3 separate regions of the Zea mays genome follow, and all the other regions are linked to region 1. The links are chromatin contacts, called in public Hi-C maps. All regions are on one chromosome and are shown on one strand. Each heading gives the region's core, a stretch centred on a gene start, on an enhancer-like site or on the middle of the called end of the contact. The rest is flanking DNA. Distances are from core to core; before and after follow the strand shown. Region 1 holds the start of LOC100383982. Region 2 holds the start of LOC103626591 (phosphopantetheine adenylyltransferase-like). Region 3 holds the start of LOC100284695 (UL36 tegument protein).

What was found. Hi-C and Micro-C count contacts between places; a contact is called where the count stands out from the background.
Region 2: a contact with region 1 is called in a Hi-C map of leaf mesophyll, with 3 times the contacts expected there. The contact joins the promoter of LOC103626591 here to the promoter of LOC100383982 in region 1. A contact is called at or near these places in 4 of 25 Hi-C or Micro-C datasets (ear, leaf, leaf mesophyll and 1 more).
Region 3: a contact with region 1 is called in a Hi-C map of ear, with 2.4 times the contacts expected there. The contact joins the promoter of LOC100284695 here to the promoter of LOC100383982 in region 1. A contact is called at or near these places in 2 of 25 Hi-C or Micro-C datasets (ear and tassel).

Annotation. Positions count from the first base shown.
Region 1 is chr5:78,778,907-78,784,027 of Zm-B73-REFERENCE-NAM-5.0, forward strand. LOC100383982 reads right to left here and starts at 2,992. Exons shown (of 5, transcript XM_008645913.4): 1 at 2,608-2,992; 2 at 1,976-2,514; 3 at 1,699-1,746; 4 at 623-1,559; 5 at 1-496. The coding sequence starts at 2,680.
Region 2 is chr5:78,301,075-78,306,195 of Zm-B73-REFERENCE-NAM-5.0, forward strand. It overlaps LOC103626591 (phosphopantetheine adenylyltransferase-like), which reads left to right and starts at 3,074. Exons shown (of 6, transcript NM_001329681.1): 1 at 3,074-3,339; 2 at 3,619-3,690; 3 at 4,873-4,932; 4 at 5,093-5,121. The coding sequence starts at 3,139. It overlaps LOC100191344, which reads left to right. Exons shown (of 4, transcript NM_001136778.1): 2 at 592-694; 3 at 923-1,131; 4 at 1,932-2,377. The coding sequence ends at 2,193.
Region 3 is chr5:78,471,794-78,476,914 of Zm-B73-REFERENCE-NAM-5.0, forward strand. It overlaps LOC100284695 (UL36 tegument protein), which reads right to left and starts at 2,253. Exons shown (of 3, transcript NM_001196801.1): 1 at 1,623-2,253; 2 at 1,356-1,491. The coding sequence starts at 2,203.

The DNA.
Region 1 (5,121 bases), core at 1,742-4,241:
TCATCGTCCAGGTACTTGACGTCGAACTCGCCGGGCGCCAGCCCCAGCCTCATGGCCACCTCCCCCTTCACCGTCGCGACGCCTGCGGAGCTCGGCACCCTGAACCTGACGATGTCCCCTCTGTAGCTCGCCTTGACAGTGACCACGCTGGCGTCCCCGCCGCGCAAAGGCTTGTGCCATGCGGCCTCCTTCAGAGGCGGCGGCGGCGCTTGGCATGAGGCTTGGGAGGAGGCCACTCTCGGAGCACTCGATAGGCATGGTGATAAAGCAGGTGCGCGGGGAGCAGCGGCCACGGCTGGAGCTTGCTGAGAATAGGAAGCAGCGGCGGCGGCAGGTGGAGGAGCAGGAGCGGCGGCCATGGCCTGTGATGAGCCTTGCACCGACTCGAAGACGCGCTTGATCTTGTCCAGGGAGCGGTTCGCCTTGGCGAGCTTGCGGAACGGCCACCTGGAGATGCCGTGCTGCCTGCAGATGCGCTTCATCGTTGTCGGACAAACTGCACAAGAAGAGAGAGGCATGTTATATCATGTCAGAATGTTCAGCAGCAATACGCATTTTCGCGTAAATGTGGATCGGCAGGGAATCCATAGCTGCTCTTAGCCTAAAATCTTTCTCCACTCACCACCGAGACTCTTGGCCGCATCTTTCAGGCTTCCAGAGAAGTAGCGCTGCAGTTCCTCCAAACTGACAGTTTTCTCGCCTTTCCTTTTCGCCGCCTTCTTGCCAACTTGTGATCTCGGATCCTCGCCACCATGGTGTTCGTCATGGTGCATCTTGGATGCTTCAATGTCTGTAGTGGTGGTACCCATAGCTACCACCAGATGCAGACCCTCCTCATCCGAGTCCCACTCGTCTCCTCCATGACCGTTCAGCTCAAGCTGAGGAACATCATCAGCCATGGCCACAGGATCAGGCCGAAGCACGCACTCGCCATCTGCGGCGATGTCAAACACCAAATCCTGCAACCCACTTATCACGACCGCCTTCAGACCGCCACCGCCAGACCGCTCCATGATGGTAGCCGCGACGGCGCCCGCTGCCGCCTTCTGCGCCGCGCCGTCCCTGCAGTCCGGCGGGAGGAAGAACTCCAGCACGCACTCGTCCCAGCCGGCGCCGCCGCCGCCGTCCGTGTCCATGGACTCGTCGCCGCCGCGGCGCAGCCGCGCGCACACGGCGAGGCAGCCGGACAGTTCGCAGAACCGCGCGTGGTGCGCCAGCGGGTACGCGTCCATGGAGTACTTGGTGACGTCGGCGCAGAAGAGGGGCCGCCGCGCCGCGGCCGCTTCCTCCACGAGCCCGCCCCGGCCGGACCGTAGCCGCAGGTGGTGCTCCACGCAGGCCTCGTGGAAGCCGAGCAGGTTTGGGTTTGGGTCCGCGCCGGTGAGGTAGAACGGTGCGCCGGCAGCCGTCAGGGAGGCGTGCTCCGTGTCGGTGCTGCAGCGCCTGCACCTGGTCCAGGCCTGCGCTAGTGGCAGCTTGTGAGCCTCGCCTACTTGGTTCAAGATGTCTGCAACCTCCGACATGGCCACCTGAGCCGCCGCCCCATCGTCGTTGCATGCCTGGCTCGTGAGAAATCAACGGCACTGGACTGGATCAGTCGATGAACATGGTATGGTCGTGATCGATGGCATCGAATGTTTATTTCCCCAAATTTTGCTTAGATTTCATGTGATGGCATTCGCATCGCACGGCACGCACCTCGGGTGCTGGGCGGCGGCAGATCTCGGAGCCCCTCAACGCCACAGCCTGCATTGCATTGGCATGGACGTGAACACGAGTTTGGAAAGCAGATGATATGATCAGAAGATCCAAATACCAAATGGACGAAATTGCGCCGTTTTGATCGCATTATTTGGTCACATTTCATGGACTAGACGAATAGTGTATGCTGTTGTTGCATCTGCAGCAAGACTGGGCGATGGATGGGGCAGGTAGCTTAGCTAGGCAGACGAAAGAGTTGGAGCAGAGGAGGTACCTGAAGCGCCTCGGAGAGCCTGTCGACGTCGGCGGCGAAGTGGAGCCTGGGCGAGGTGGTGACGAGCTCGAGCACGGCGAGGCAAGCCCCCGTGGCGGGGTCAAGGATGGGCAGCGCGAGCGCGGCCTGGATGTCGTAGATGAGCGCGTAGCTGATGCGCGCGTACTCGCCGGTGCCGTAGTACTGCACGTTGGGCGTCCACTCGGGCTCCCCGGCGTCGAACACCCGCCCCGGCAGGCCCCGCTCCCCGGGCACGGCAGCGCCGCCGACGGGGAAGGCGTGCGCGAGCGACACCGTCCGGTACTGGAACAGGCGGTGGCACCGCGGCGGCGGCAGCACGAAGGGCTGGCCCCGGGTGGCCAGCACGCGCCGGCCCCCGTCCCGCGCCGGCGCCCACACCTGCACCAGCGCCCCGCCGTCGAGCCCCGCCGCGTCCTTGTAGATCCTCAGCGCCCGCGCGATCCGCTCCTTCACCGCGCCGTCGATGCCCGCCTTGTCCTGCGCGCCGCCGCCGCTCGCGCTCCTCCGCTCGCTCCCACCTGCACGCACACACACGGATCCACCCACCGAAACAGCCATGAGCAACCAGCGATCCGAAAGCCGGATCGAGGAGCTAGAGCGCCGCTCCTCACATAAGCTGTCGTCGCCGTGGCCGTGGCCGTCGAGGAGGAGGTCGACGTCGAATCGCTGGAGCACGCCGTCCATGTCGGCCTCTATCTCCGTCACCGTGTCCAGCTTGGCTGGCTCCGCATGCGACGACGATCCACGACGCGGCAAGCAAAGCACAGGACGCAATGTCGAGCCGCAGCTTCCCAAATCTCACCACTCCTCTCAGCAAATACTGAGACCACGCGGCGCGGCAGGTCAGCGCTCGGGCGGCCGCTTGTGTTATTGACCAGTGGCGCCAGGTGGCGGACGGCGATTGGAGGGCCCCGCTGGGATCCATGGAATATTATTGATGCGTTGGTGGATGTGCCGCTGGAGGGATTGGGTTTTGGATCGGACTTGGGTTTAACTAATCCGTGGGCCATTAAATAAATGTATCCATCCATTTATATTTTATATATTTATACTGTTTACGAGTACGAATCTATGATTACTGGATATCACATCTGATAACAAATCTACTAGTAGTACAGTATCGATTTTATATCACAACAGCTAAAAGTTGTTAGCTGATGGTTGTAAAGTTCGACTACATGCAATTTATACTGTCTTTCAAGACCACCCTTTCGCGCTATCTTTCTTATAATATGCCCCTACATTATGACATTTATCAGAGATAAACAAGCCAAATTTTATAAACTTTGCCTAACGGTTATTCAAATCACATACCAGCAAGTTTACTATATAAAATTTGATCTCGTATTCAAAGTGCTTTCGAGATGATATTTGATTCCGTAGACTCCCTGTCGCATGATTTAAAAAATAGTAAAATCTATTTTAAACGACTTCTTAGTTCACTACCAGAATAAGACTCTTTGCCGGGTGTCTGAAGCACTCGGTAAAACCTGAAAAACACTCAGCGAATGTTTTGACAAGTGTGACATTCGACAAAAATAGCTTTGTGAACTGTATATCGGCAACAGCTTCTTAGCCGAGTACTTATTATCGGGCTTCGAGTGTCGCCCAATACTCGGCAAAGAAAAGGCGCCGTCATGGCGGCTGGTGACGGAGACGACGCCTTTGCCGAGTCTACTAGATGACACTCGGTAAAGATAATTTTATTTATCGAGTGTATTAGGTGACACTCGGCAACGAGTTCATCGGCGAACCCCTTTGTCAGTTTCTTTGTCGAGTGTCCTAGGAGGCACTCGGCAAAGCTTGTTTTTTTGTCGAGTGTCAGGGTCGTAGCACTCGACAAAGAGGCTTTATCGGTGCCCAAATGTTCCTTCTTTTGCCGAGTGCTATGGCCTTGACACTCAGCTAAGAGGGTCTTTGCCGAGTGTTGCACTCGGCAAAGTGACCAGTATACACCTTTTTTATTTGTTTTTAATATTCCATCCAAACAAATAAAAGATATCACATAATAATCATAGATATTACATATACATCATAGATATCACATATACATCACAACCTCTACATATAATATCATGAAACATTTTTCAATTTTTTATCACAGACTCTACATATCATGACATGTGGACAAGTTTTATGATTTTTTTGACTTTGTTTGGGTTTTATACAATTTTTAAACAACTTGATCGCAAGTTCGCGGTGATGTTACGTGAGTATGGTGCTCAAAAATTCCGGTCTGCTCTTAAATCGGTCGTAACTTGTGCTAAATAACATGAATATCATTTTTGTATTCACGGTTTTCCATTCTTCAAGTGACTTGCAGTACAAATCTGAATTACCCGAGTAAATTCAATTAAAAAGAACAAAATCTAATAGTTATAGCAAACATTTTGATAATTGTGCCAAAATGAAACATGTAAATTTAAATAGTGTAGAAACATACCACAAAAAAGTTTGGTTGGAAAAAAGGAAAAAATAAAATATACTTTGCCGAATGTTTAATGGTGGCACTCGACAAAGCATGGTTTGCGAGCCTCAGGTTTGAGGCACTCGGCAAAGTAGCTTATTTGTCGAGTGCTAAAGTCCGGCGCTCGACAAATATAACGACCGTCAGCTATAGACGGCTGCTAACGGTCCTTTGCCGAGCACCGTCGTTCGTCAAGTGTTTGACACTCAACAAAGTATCTTCCTATGCCGAGAGTCCTGCTCTCGGTAAACGTGGTCGTTACCGAGAGGAGGACTTTACCGAATTCGAGTGCCCGATAGAAAACACTCGTCAAAAAAGCGACCGATTCCGGTAACGGTTATACCGATCCAAATAGACTTACCATTAATTTTGGAACATAGGAGGGGAACAGCGAAATTTTCATTACGTATTTTTGAAACGCATATACAAAACAAATCGTTTTATTATACGTACCAGTCAATTTTTACACTGCGTGCTGGAGACACTAGATTTTGCTTTTGAGTTTTGAAACATGTGCACACGGACTATACTGATGTTTGGCTGGTCTTGTTTTCTTTTTTCTTTTCGTCATGTTTGAAAGCGTCTCTCTTTACTCGCGGGTCCGGAGGCATTCGAGAGTCGAGACGGGGGTGTCTTTGAAGTTGAACGCCTACGTCGT
Region 2 (5,121 bases), core at 1,824-4,323, 480 kb before region 1:
CATGTACCAACATGCCTAGGAGAAAATCTCCATCATATGTTTGGTGTTTTGTAAAATGAATCTCCTTGTGGTTCTCCAGGGCACATGTTCCAGCTCCCAGTGGTAACATAGCAGTATGAAAAATGGTGAGAGAGCAACAACGGTTATCTGTCAGTGACTAGATTGTCTGATAGTGATGCCACAGTGCCGATTCTCTGCTGACACGCGCATGGTTGCTCTGTGCACATTTTCTTTATGGTGATCTGTTATACATCAACTCTGTTACTGACTTTTGTCATCGTTTTTATTATTCTAAAAACCAACGTGTGACCATTTACTTGTTGCGCTGAACTACATTCACACACAGTTGATCCTTTTTCCCTGTATTTCTCATTAGATCTCATTATTTTAATCATTATAACTTCATTCTGGGATAGTTCGGGTGAATATGCTGAATCTAGTCAAGGATATTTTTTTTCCCATTCCTATATTACTTGAAATCCTAGCAAAAACACTTATTTGACTGTTTAATGTTTATATCTGAAATTCATGTCATCAATGTAATATGCATAAAACCTTCTTTTTTTTTTTTTTTTTTTGCTTTCATTCCAGCTATGGTGCTGTACTGGAGAATTTACAATCAAGAGCTGACCTAACTGAGAGAATAAGAGGATGTATTGTAGACTCTGCACCAGTTCTAGAGATAAGACCAGAGGTCCGTATACCTATCCTTTTTTCTTGCTGAATCAGGTATACAATTAAAATAGACTTCTAACACGCTAGAAGAAAATGTTCCAAGATCCTCCATACATTTACAAGTAGATATTTTATATCCTTATCATCTTTTTATCCTGTACTGTGGTTGTCTACCATGCTTTCTGCATGGCATTCTATGCACCGAAGCTTGCTTGCATGGAAGTTCTCATTTTTACGTTGAACTCAGGTCTGGGCGGCCGGGTTCTCTGCTGCAATGTTAAAGAAAAGCAGTTCCATGACTGGTCCTACGACTGAATCTCTTGATGGGCCTGTTGTAAATGGCACCTTGAACAGAGTTGGCTCCAATGTGACGCAACCTTCATGGGGTGAATGTTTTCTCCTGTCAACTCTGCGGAAATTCTTCGAGATTGTTCTTTACGTACCTGATGTAAACAAGTAAGTGCAGTTACAGTTATGAATCGCTGCTCTACTTAAGTGCCATGAACTACCCTGTGCCTGCCAGCGCTCATCAACTATTTTTGCTGTTTTATTTTTGGGTTGGGGTGGGTATTTAGTTAAAAAAATGTGATATCAAATCCTCAGAAGACTCATCAAACAAAAAAACCATAGGTTCTTTTAAGAGGAGAACAAGCGTGTATCAGTTGTTGAATCAAACAGTGGGTCAAAAAAGGCCAGAGGGGGGGGGGGGGGGGGCAATAAGAGCTTCTGTGGTGAAAGTGTTGTTTTATCAACCGTAACCATGTCTGTTACTAATTGCCTAACTAATAGCTAGTTGCTAATACTTTATCAGTTGAGTGTGTTTCGGTCGATCGACTTCCAGTTACCTGCTATCCAAACAATTGTTAGCTGGATGCCCAGTTAACTGTTAGTTGATGTCTTTCTTAGCTGGGCCTGCTTGGAATCCATCCTAGCTAATTTTTAGCACCTAACTGTTAGGGCTTGTTCGGTTAGCTCTCAATCCATGTGGATTGAGTGGGATTGGATGGATTTGAATTCCAAACAAGTTAAACTTTTTCTCAATTTTTTTCAATTTTATTCAATCCATGTGTATTGGGAATAACCGAACAAGTCCTTAGCTGGCTGTATCCAACCCAGGCTCTGGGTCAAACTCATGGAATCCATTTCTTGCTTCTCCTGTTAAGCATTCCTGTACTGTAGCTGTAGACCTTATCTTCTTTTCCCCAGATCTACTACTGTACGCCGTTCGCCTGTTCCGCTATCTGACACTGTTGCAGGCGGCTGTGCAAGGTTCTCTCGGTGCTTTCAGAGCAGCAGCCTCCTTGCCCGCAGTTCTACCTGTACAGCTCGGCCGACCGAGTCATCCCGGCGGAGTGCGTGGAGCGCTTCGTGGAGTCGCAGAGGTCCCTCGGGCGCAGCGTGTTCGCCCACGACTTCGTCTCGTCGCCGCACGTGGACCACTACCGGAGCTTCCCCCACGTGTACTCCGCCAAGATCGACGAGTTCCTCAAGGTCTGCTCCACGGTCGAGGTGTCATGACCAACAGGCAGGGCCGTCGAATCTATCTGTGTTTGGTCTGTTACTCTGTTCTGAGAATGGATAGGTGTTTCTTTGCCACTCAGAAAATCTGATGGTAGGCTCCCAAAGATGTTTGCCTGAGGTTATTGAGATACTGTATGCTTGCTTTGTTTGAGCCTGTTCGCTGGCTGGTTGCAGCGCTGTGAGGCAGCCATTGTACAGCGATTCCGCAGCCGTGGCAGCGCTGCTGCGCTGGGCTGAGCGGCCGAACACTCCCGGCTCGCAGCCATTGTACAGCGCTTTTGAGTATGGATGGGTGTGGTATGCCACTGTGGTGGAGCACGCTGCATCCATCCCGGCTCGCAGTGGAACGAACCGGTACCGGGGTGCGCGATTCCATGTCTCGCTGTTCTATTCTATACGAGAATCGTGTTCCATCTCTACTCCCTGCCACTGCTAGGTCTAGTGCGTCTGTGCGTGCATCGCCTTCTTGACCTCAAGCTGCATAGCACCACTAGGTAGCCGCTTAGCTAGGAGTGATAATGGATTGGATTTAAATGCTTCTTTGTAAAATAGTAGAACTCTAAATAATTTTTAATTTAAAAATAAATATAAATAGTTCTCGATTTTAATCTGATTTAATTTTATATCTTATATTGTAAAATTTAGAACACATTGTCACTATCTTATATTGTAAAATTTAGAACACATAGTCACTCTGGCCGGTAGCCCCGTCAAGGTCGAGGCTGGCGTGTAGTCGTGGCTCTGTTACCGAGGACAAGTAGGACGAGGCCCTTTGTAGGCTGAACCGGACCCACCTATCAGTGAACAGGCGGACAGGTCAGGACTCAGGAGTAGGAGGAGAGCAGCCTCAAAACCAGGCGCACGCACCCGCGAGGCCGCGACGCCACTGACCAACCAGCCAAAAACCCGGCCGCGCGCCTGTTTGTTCGGCCGGAGCGCGCCATGGCCATGGAGGAGGGGTCAGGAGCGGTGGAGAAAGGGCCGGCCGTGGGCACGGTGGCTGACGCCTCCGCCAGCGTCATCGGCGAAGGCGCCGTGAAGGAGGAGGCCGGGGGCAGACGGCAGCCACCGGCCGGCTACGCGGCCGTCGTGATCGGCGGCACCTTCGACCGCCTGCACCAGGGCCACCATCTCTTCCTGAAGGTACGGTACGGGCAACAAGGTCTCCACTCTTGGGCATAACAGTCCAATCGTCGTCGTCTCTTTCGCTGCCTGCGTGTGCGCGTTTGTGTGTGTTCGAAGCGTTGAAACTTCAGCTGATCCTTCGATTCCCCTCCTTTCTTTTCTTTCTTTCTTTTTGTGTGTGTGTGTTTGTTTATTCTGGTTTTTACTAATCTATTCCTAACAACGATGATTTTCCCGTTTCCTCGGTTCGTCCCCCTTTCTCTTCCGAAAACATATAAAGAATCCACGTTGTGGCAGGCGGCAGCGGAGCTGGCGAGGGAGAGGATCGTGGTCGGCGTCTGCGACGGCCCCATGCTCGCCAAGAAACAGGTCAGCTTTCGCGCCAACTGGCCGGATGCATCCGACAATACACTCTCGCTTCTAATCCAAACCCGATCGACGCAAGCACGCTTGCATAGAGCCCGATCACGCCATTGCTTATTCCACGCTAAAACAAACCCCGACCATCGCGTCCCTGCATGCCGCGCAGCGGATGCCACAGCAACGTCAGGCTTTTTAAAATCCCGGGACGTCAGACGTCTCAACCCACACACACGCCCCAGCTGCATGTTCCACATGTGATCCCCATCAACGCATGCTCGCTCGGCCGCTCCCTTTCAAATTGCAAGCCAAGCCGTCTCAAGTCTGTAGCCTCGATTTGGAACTTTGAACGGAGGTAGGTAGGATGGCTTGCGGTCTCAAACTATGCTACCATGTTTGGATGCACTAGAGTAGCTGTTAAAATTAATCAAAGACATCTAAACAGTCTAGCTAGTAGTTTAACTATTAGCTTTTCTTTAGCAAACTAGCTAATTCGACTAATAATTTTTTTATCAAAGAACTATTATCTCTGCATCTAAACACCGGTGTTCAAATGCACTACAGTTAACAGTTAGCTGCTAAAATTAGTTGAACGCAGCTAATAGTTTGGTTATTGGCTACTTTTAGCAGATTAGGTGGCTAATTCTTAGCATCCAAACAGCCCCCCTAATTATAGCGCAACCGCAATGGGACCGAACCAATGGGGGTATGGGCTGACGAGTGGTGGTAATCTAGCGCAATCAGAGACGGCTGAGAGGCACCACAGTCCACAGGAATAGGTCGACATCAAACACTAAAACCATGTCATGATCACCAAATAATGGCCCCATGTCATGATCATCGAACAATGGCCGGGTTTAGCGTTTCAGGTGGTGGGAAACCATACTACTGGTTCACGGTCGTATGCAGGTTCATTGAACATGGACAGGGTTCCAGATTTCAAAGGTTTTTTTTTCAGATTTGAAAGGTTTGGTAGGGGGAATAGAGTCTAGTAGGTTGGGCGGTCAGCCACTAACCACTGGTTGAATGGAACAGCATATCCCCGTCTACAAAATGTGCATGTGAGCTGCATATTGGTGGTCATGGCGTAGAGAAGTGAGCTGAAGAATCTAAAGACTGACTTTGCTTATGTAGTAGAGAAGTTTGATGCCGTCTTTTCCCCTTTGGCTGCTTTGCTTTTGTTCCCTGCAGTACGCCGACCTGATACAACCGATCGAGAAGCGGATGCAGAATGCCATGGATTATATTAAGGTAATCCTCCTGTTCCAGTAAATCCCGTGCACATGAGCAACAGGCACCCTTAATTAAATGACGATTAAAACTTATATATTAGATGAAACAAAGTAGTACGTATGATGCAGCTGCCTCGCTCCAACTTGACAAAAAAAAACTCTGCTCTTTCCATCTGCAGTTCATAAAGCCCGACCTTGATGTTCGTGT
Region 3 (5,121 bases), core at 1,003-3,502, 310 kb before region 1:
CAGAACCAAATCTACACAAGTGCAGCAGCCAAGACACAAGCCAGCACCCACCAGCAGCAGTAGACATACACATCAGTAAATGGCAGAAAAGCAGAACAAACAGGAATTGCTACACCGCTACTGCAGCAGTCAAGATTCAGGAATAAGATCTCAAGAAAATGGAGGAATGGAGGAAGTACCATGATCGTGAGCTCATCCTCGCAGACCAGCAGCAGTTAGGATGGGAAGGGTTGCAAATTGGTCCAAAAAAATTAATCCCAAAAACTTAAACCGAAGTGGCTCCAGCCATAGTAGATGCACCCAATGTCTCAGCTGCTCAGCAATTGCAATATGTTTCTTGCTGCTCACCCCCTAGCCGCCTGACTAATCATGATTAGTCATCACATGTCTAGAAAAGTAATCAGTCTAATCAGGTTGTAGCTCCTAGTCGAGTCCAGAGTAGCGATTAGGACTACTAACCGTGATTAATTGAATGACTTAATAACACTGCAAGTTTCAACCCTGAAACTATTGTGTTTGTGGGATACTTGTTGAAGTTAGCCATCTAAACTATCTATTTAACCTTTCACAAAGTCAATTCTGGCACTAGCTATCACGTGCTTAGAAACAGGGAGGAATGGAGATATGTCACCTCAAATGTAAGTGACAAGGAGGCAGTATCAAGTTTGTGTAACTGACAAAATAAGGAGTATAATTGACACTAGTACAGTGACATCACAGTAAAGGTGCTGCACACCAATATTATGGTCTTGTAACTCTATGCACTTGAGCACATATTCGTTGTGAAGACATATTAACTAAGCAAGCTCATGCTCATCAATTGCTCACTCACTCAATTTACATTTGAGCATGGATGCAATGAACGTGAAAATGAGATATGTCGAACATGCCAATGATCTTGCTGATCCTCATGTATAAAGTATCAAGAGTAAGCTAGGTTTTATTTCCAGGCTGATGTTGAATATTCTCTACTCAACTTCAGATAAGTAGCAATTAACATCCACAAATATTCATCACAAATTTGGATGACGCAAAGTTTAGCACAGGATAGGACGATCAGAATGCAGGCATTTGGTGCGTATCATATGAAGAGGCGATGAACTAACCATGCCGACTTCAATCCAGGCAGCAAATGGAGGGAGCATAAATTAACCAAGGAGTGTATCAGCAATCACAAGTAAGTCATCTCCTTCACCACCAGATTAAAAAGCCTATACTGTGCTTCAGTAAGACGACTTCTACCAATTCCTCTTCCTCGGTGTAACATCATAGCAAGGAGGGCAACCATTTGCACAGCCGTAAACAAGCCTACGAAGAGCGAGCGGTAAAGACGACACGAGGCAGCAGGCACACACCTGATCCATGGTGAAGTCGAAGAGATCACGCTTGGGATGGGGAATCAAATGCTTGTTCCTCCTCATGAGCTCGGCGAGCGCGACGAACTGGAACACCGAGTACAGGAAGCCGACGACGTTGACGGCCTCCGAGTACCTGCGCACGCAGCAGAACGGATGGCTTACGCGTGAACGGAGTCGCCAACCCAAGCTATACATAGAAAACCCTAGCAGGCGAGGCGAGTGAGCGCCGTAGGAATCAAGGGGATTTCGTGTGCGCGCGCGTACCGGAACTGGGCGTAGTTGCTGTAGGAGTCGCGGGCCCAGCCCCTGCGAGTGTCGGAGGCGAGCACGGCGAGCGCGGCGAGGCAGAGCCCCGCGGCGGCGGCCCTGGCCAGCAGCGCGGCGCGCTGCATCACCGCGGCCCGGCGCTTGCGCGACAGAATGGCGGGCACGACCCGGTCGGCCGACCTGACCTGCGCGTGAGGAGGCGGGGCCCTTGGAGCTGGAGCCGGAGAGGCAGCGGGAGGGGGAGGGGGAGCCGCAGGCAGAGGCGGGGCGGGCGGGGGCGTCTTCGCGGGCTGCTGCCGCCGCGGCGCGGGCGGATCGTGGCGAGCGCGACGGCCGCCGTTCCACGAGTACCACCCGCCTCCGCCGCCGCGGCCAGGGTTCGGTTCGGCGGTGTGCGACGTGGCGCGCGGCGGCACGTACCTGGCGGCGGCGGCGGCGTGGTGCGTGGAGGCGACGACGACGTCCTCCGGGGACGCGGCGGCGCCGGGGAGCTTCTCCGTGTCGGCCAGCCACTCGCCGCTGCCCGCCCTGTCGCGCGTCGGCGACGGGGTGGCCTGCTGCTGCGCCTGGAGCGCCATGTGGGTGGAGGCAGAGGAATACACTGGGCTGTTTTTCCGTACGAGTCTGGGATAGTAATACTCGGTGGTTACCCGTTGGCCGTTGCCATCTGTACTAGTGAGAAAGCTTCTGCTTCTGTTGAGTTGACAGTCGGGTTGGACCGGACCGGAGCAGCCCAAATGAAACGTGCAGTCGGGCTGGACCGGACTGGATGCGTGGGGTTGAGATCTAGCGTTGATCACGGCCCACCAAACTGTCAGCTTGTGCTGCTCAGTTGAGTTGACAGTCGGCATTCATTTGCTAAAAAACATCAGATTAGCTGCTGACCAAGATGCGTGCATGCTCGGCCCGCGAGACACGTACGGCCGCTTGTGCACTCCCAGACCCAGTTTCCCACAATCCCACTGCATGGTCTTGGTCTGGGTCTAGCTGTCTAGCCACGCCATACACATGCACGCCACGCCAGGAAGCAGGAGCAGAGGAGCACACTCTAACTCTGCCAACCAACAGGGCACCCGAGAACCGGTCCATACTCCATCCACCTCTCGACCATCTCCACCCACTCACCGCTGGCAGCGGCGCCCGGCCAGCCGCCCAGCTCCGGTCCCGACCCTTTACTTTCGCTCGACTACCCGCCGGGCCGGCCCATCACACCGTTCGTCGCTCGCTCGTACGCCATGGCGGAAGCCTCTTCGCCGTCGTCGTCGCCGCTGCGCGTCCCGCCGCAGCGGGCCGTGGCACTCGTCGCCGCGCTCCTCGTGCTCGTGCTCCTCCGCGCGCCGTGCGGCGGCGCCATCAGGCCGGTGCGCGAGGGGGCGAGTAACGGTGGCGCCGCTACTGTTGCGCGGGCGCAGGACGGCGGTCACCGCCACCGGGCAGCGAGTACGACGGTCGGCGGCCGCGCTCACACCCCGCCGTCCGGCCCGTCGTGGAACCACAACTGAGCCGAGCGTACGGTGCTCGTCGTCGTACGTCCAGCGCGTGCGCTCGGGTCGGATCGAGCTCCCCTCGCCGCCGAGCCGATCGTCAAGGTTCACGGCCGGTCGGCTGTCCGTGTCCGGCCTGGAGCGTAAAAAACAAAAAGTTTCCCGTTCATCCTTTTCCTAGCTCACGTGGTCCGTTCCAAATTATAGTTCGTCTCGGTTTATTTACGAATTCAAAGCATCTCATCTCAGGTTCGGTCGCAGTCGCAGCATTGTTTTCGTGACACCGACACAGTCCACCTGCCCCCACCGAGGTTGTTCATCGTCGAGCAGAGCAGCATATCCGATAATCCAATGCTAGACGAAGCAGCACATTATTTAAATTATTCAAATCAGGAAATTTTGGGAAACCCAGGAGATGTGTCAGAATCTAGCATGCGGTTGCATCTCAAAACTTTGCACTTGCATTAGCGCCATTGCTCCCGAGTTACCTCGTTCGGCTGCCCTATAGCCACAATAGTTGTTCGGACTAGAGACAGAATAATATAGAATCCGTAGCCACATTAATAGTGTGTTTGGTTTGAGGAATGAAGTGATCCATCTTCTTCTCACTCCTCACTTTTTTTTATTTGGTTTGTGGAATAGAATGGGTTGATCCATCACCGCCTCATTCCTCATAAGCTAATAATTAGTATATACATATAGGCTGTTTGGTTTGAGGAATGAGCTAGTCCATTATCTTCTCACTCCTCACTTTTTTGTTTGGTTTGTGGAATGGAATGAGTTGATCCATCATCACCTCATTCATTATAGTTAGTTAGTTAGTACTAATATGAGGAATGAGGTCATCCCACCAAATTTGAGGAATGGACCCATGATGCACCACTATATTTTGGATGAAGTGATTCCTCAAACCAAACACCCCAATAAGGAGTGGGTTGATTCCACCAAAATTAATGGAATAAAATTATGATGCATCACCTCATGAAGCATAGAGTGACTCCACCAACCAAACACACCATAAAAGCCGCAGCGAATAAGCTGGAGCTACCTCGTCTAACAGTTCATGAGCCAGCGCAGCCTCTTTCGCACCCTCGCGTCTCGGAGACTCATTCTCCTGGGAAGGGAAACATTTGTTAGGTTAATGTCGTCTGGCTCGGACACTCGCTTGTGGGATCGAGTCAGACTCAAGGCTGCCGTAGCTTGGACTTCTTTCGCTGCTTGCCTCCTGGAACGGAAGATACAACATGCAATATCAATCAATGGGAAACAACACAGCACAGAGCCGTTGCTGACTGGGAGACATAAGCACCCCCTCTTTTCCAGCACAGGCTGCATTAGCTGCTGTTCTTCTGGATCATATCGAGTCAAACTGTCAAATGGAAATGTAATAATCTGATGATTGAAGGAACAGTCGGTGGATTCAAGACCTTTGGGAGAACAATGTGCAAGTCATTCATGTTTGGTTCGATGACTAACTTACCACATTTTGCCTAACTTTTATATTTGAGGTTAACTAACTTTAGACAAAGTGCGGGCCATGAACCAAACAGCCCCGACACGGTCATCAGCGAGTTACTAATTACAGTTGGGCGGCATTGCATATTTGTGGAAGACACGGTTTCACATTTGGACCGAACAGTAACCATTCTGAGGGGCGAAATTCTCGCTCACCTCTGTACCGCTTGCTCACAGTTCTTTCTTGATTCGGGCGTTGGGCCCACGTTTGGGCCGGCCCAGCAATTGGCGACTCTTTCCTTAAGAGCATCTCCAATAACAAACCCTAAAATAGAGTCCTAAAATTTGAAATAGAACCATATTTAGAATGTTTAGGGTCTCAAAAGAAATGTTTACTCCAATAGTCAGGCCTTAAATAATGCTATTTAGGAAATAAATGGTTAGAGGTTAAGTGAAAATGAGGATAGGGCTCCAGTATATGGGTACTATATTTAGGACCCGAGAGACCGGCCCTATAACCATTTGATGAAATTTTATAAAATAGGGCCGCTGTTAGA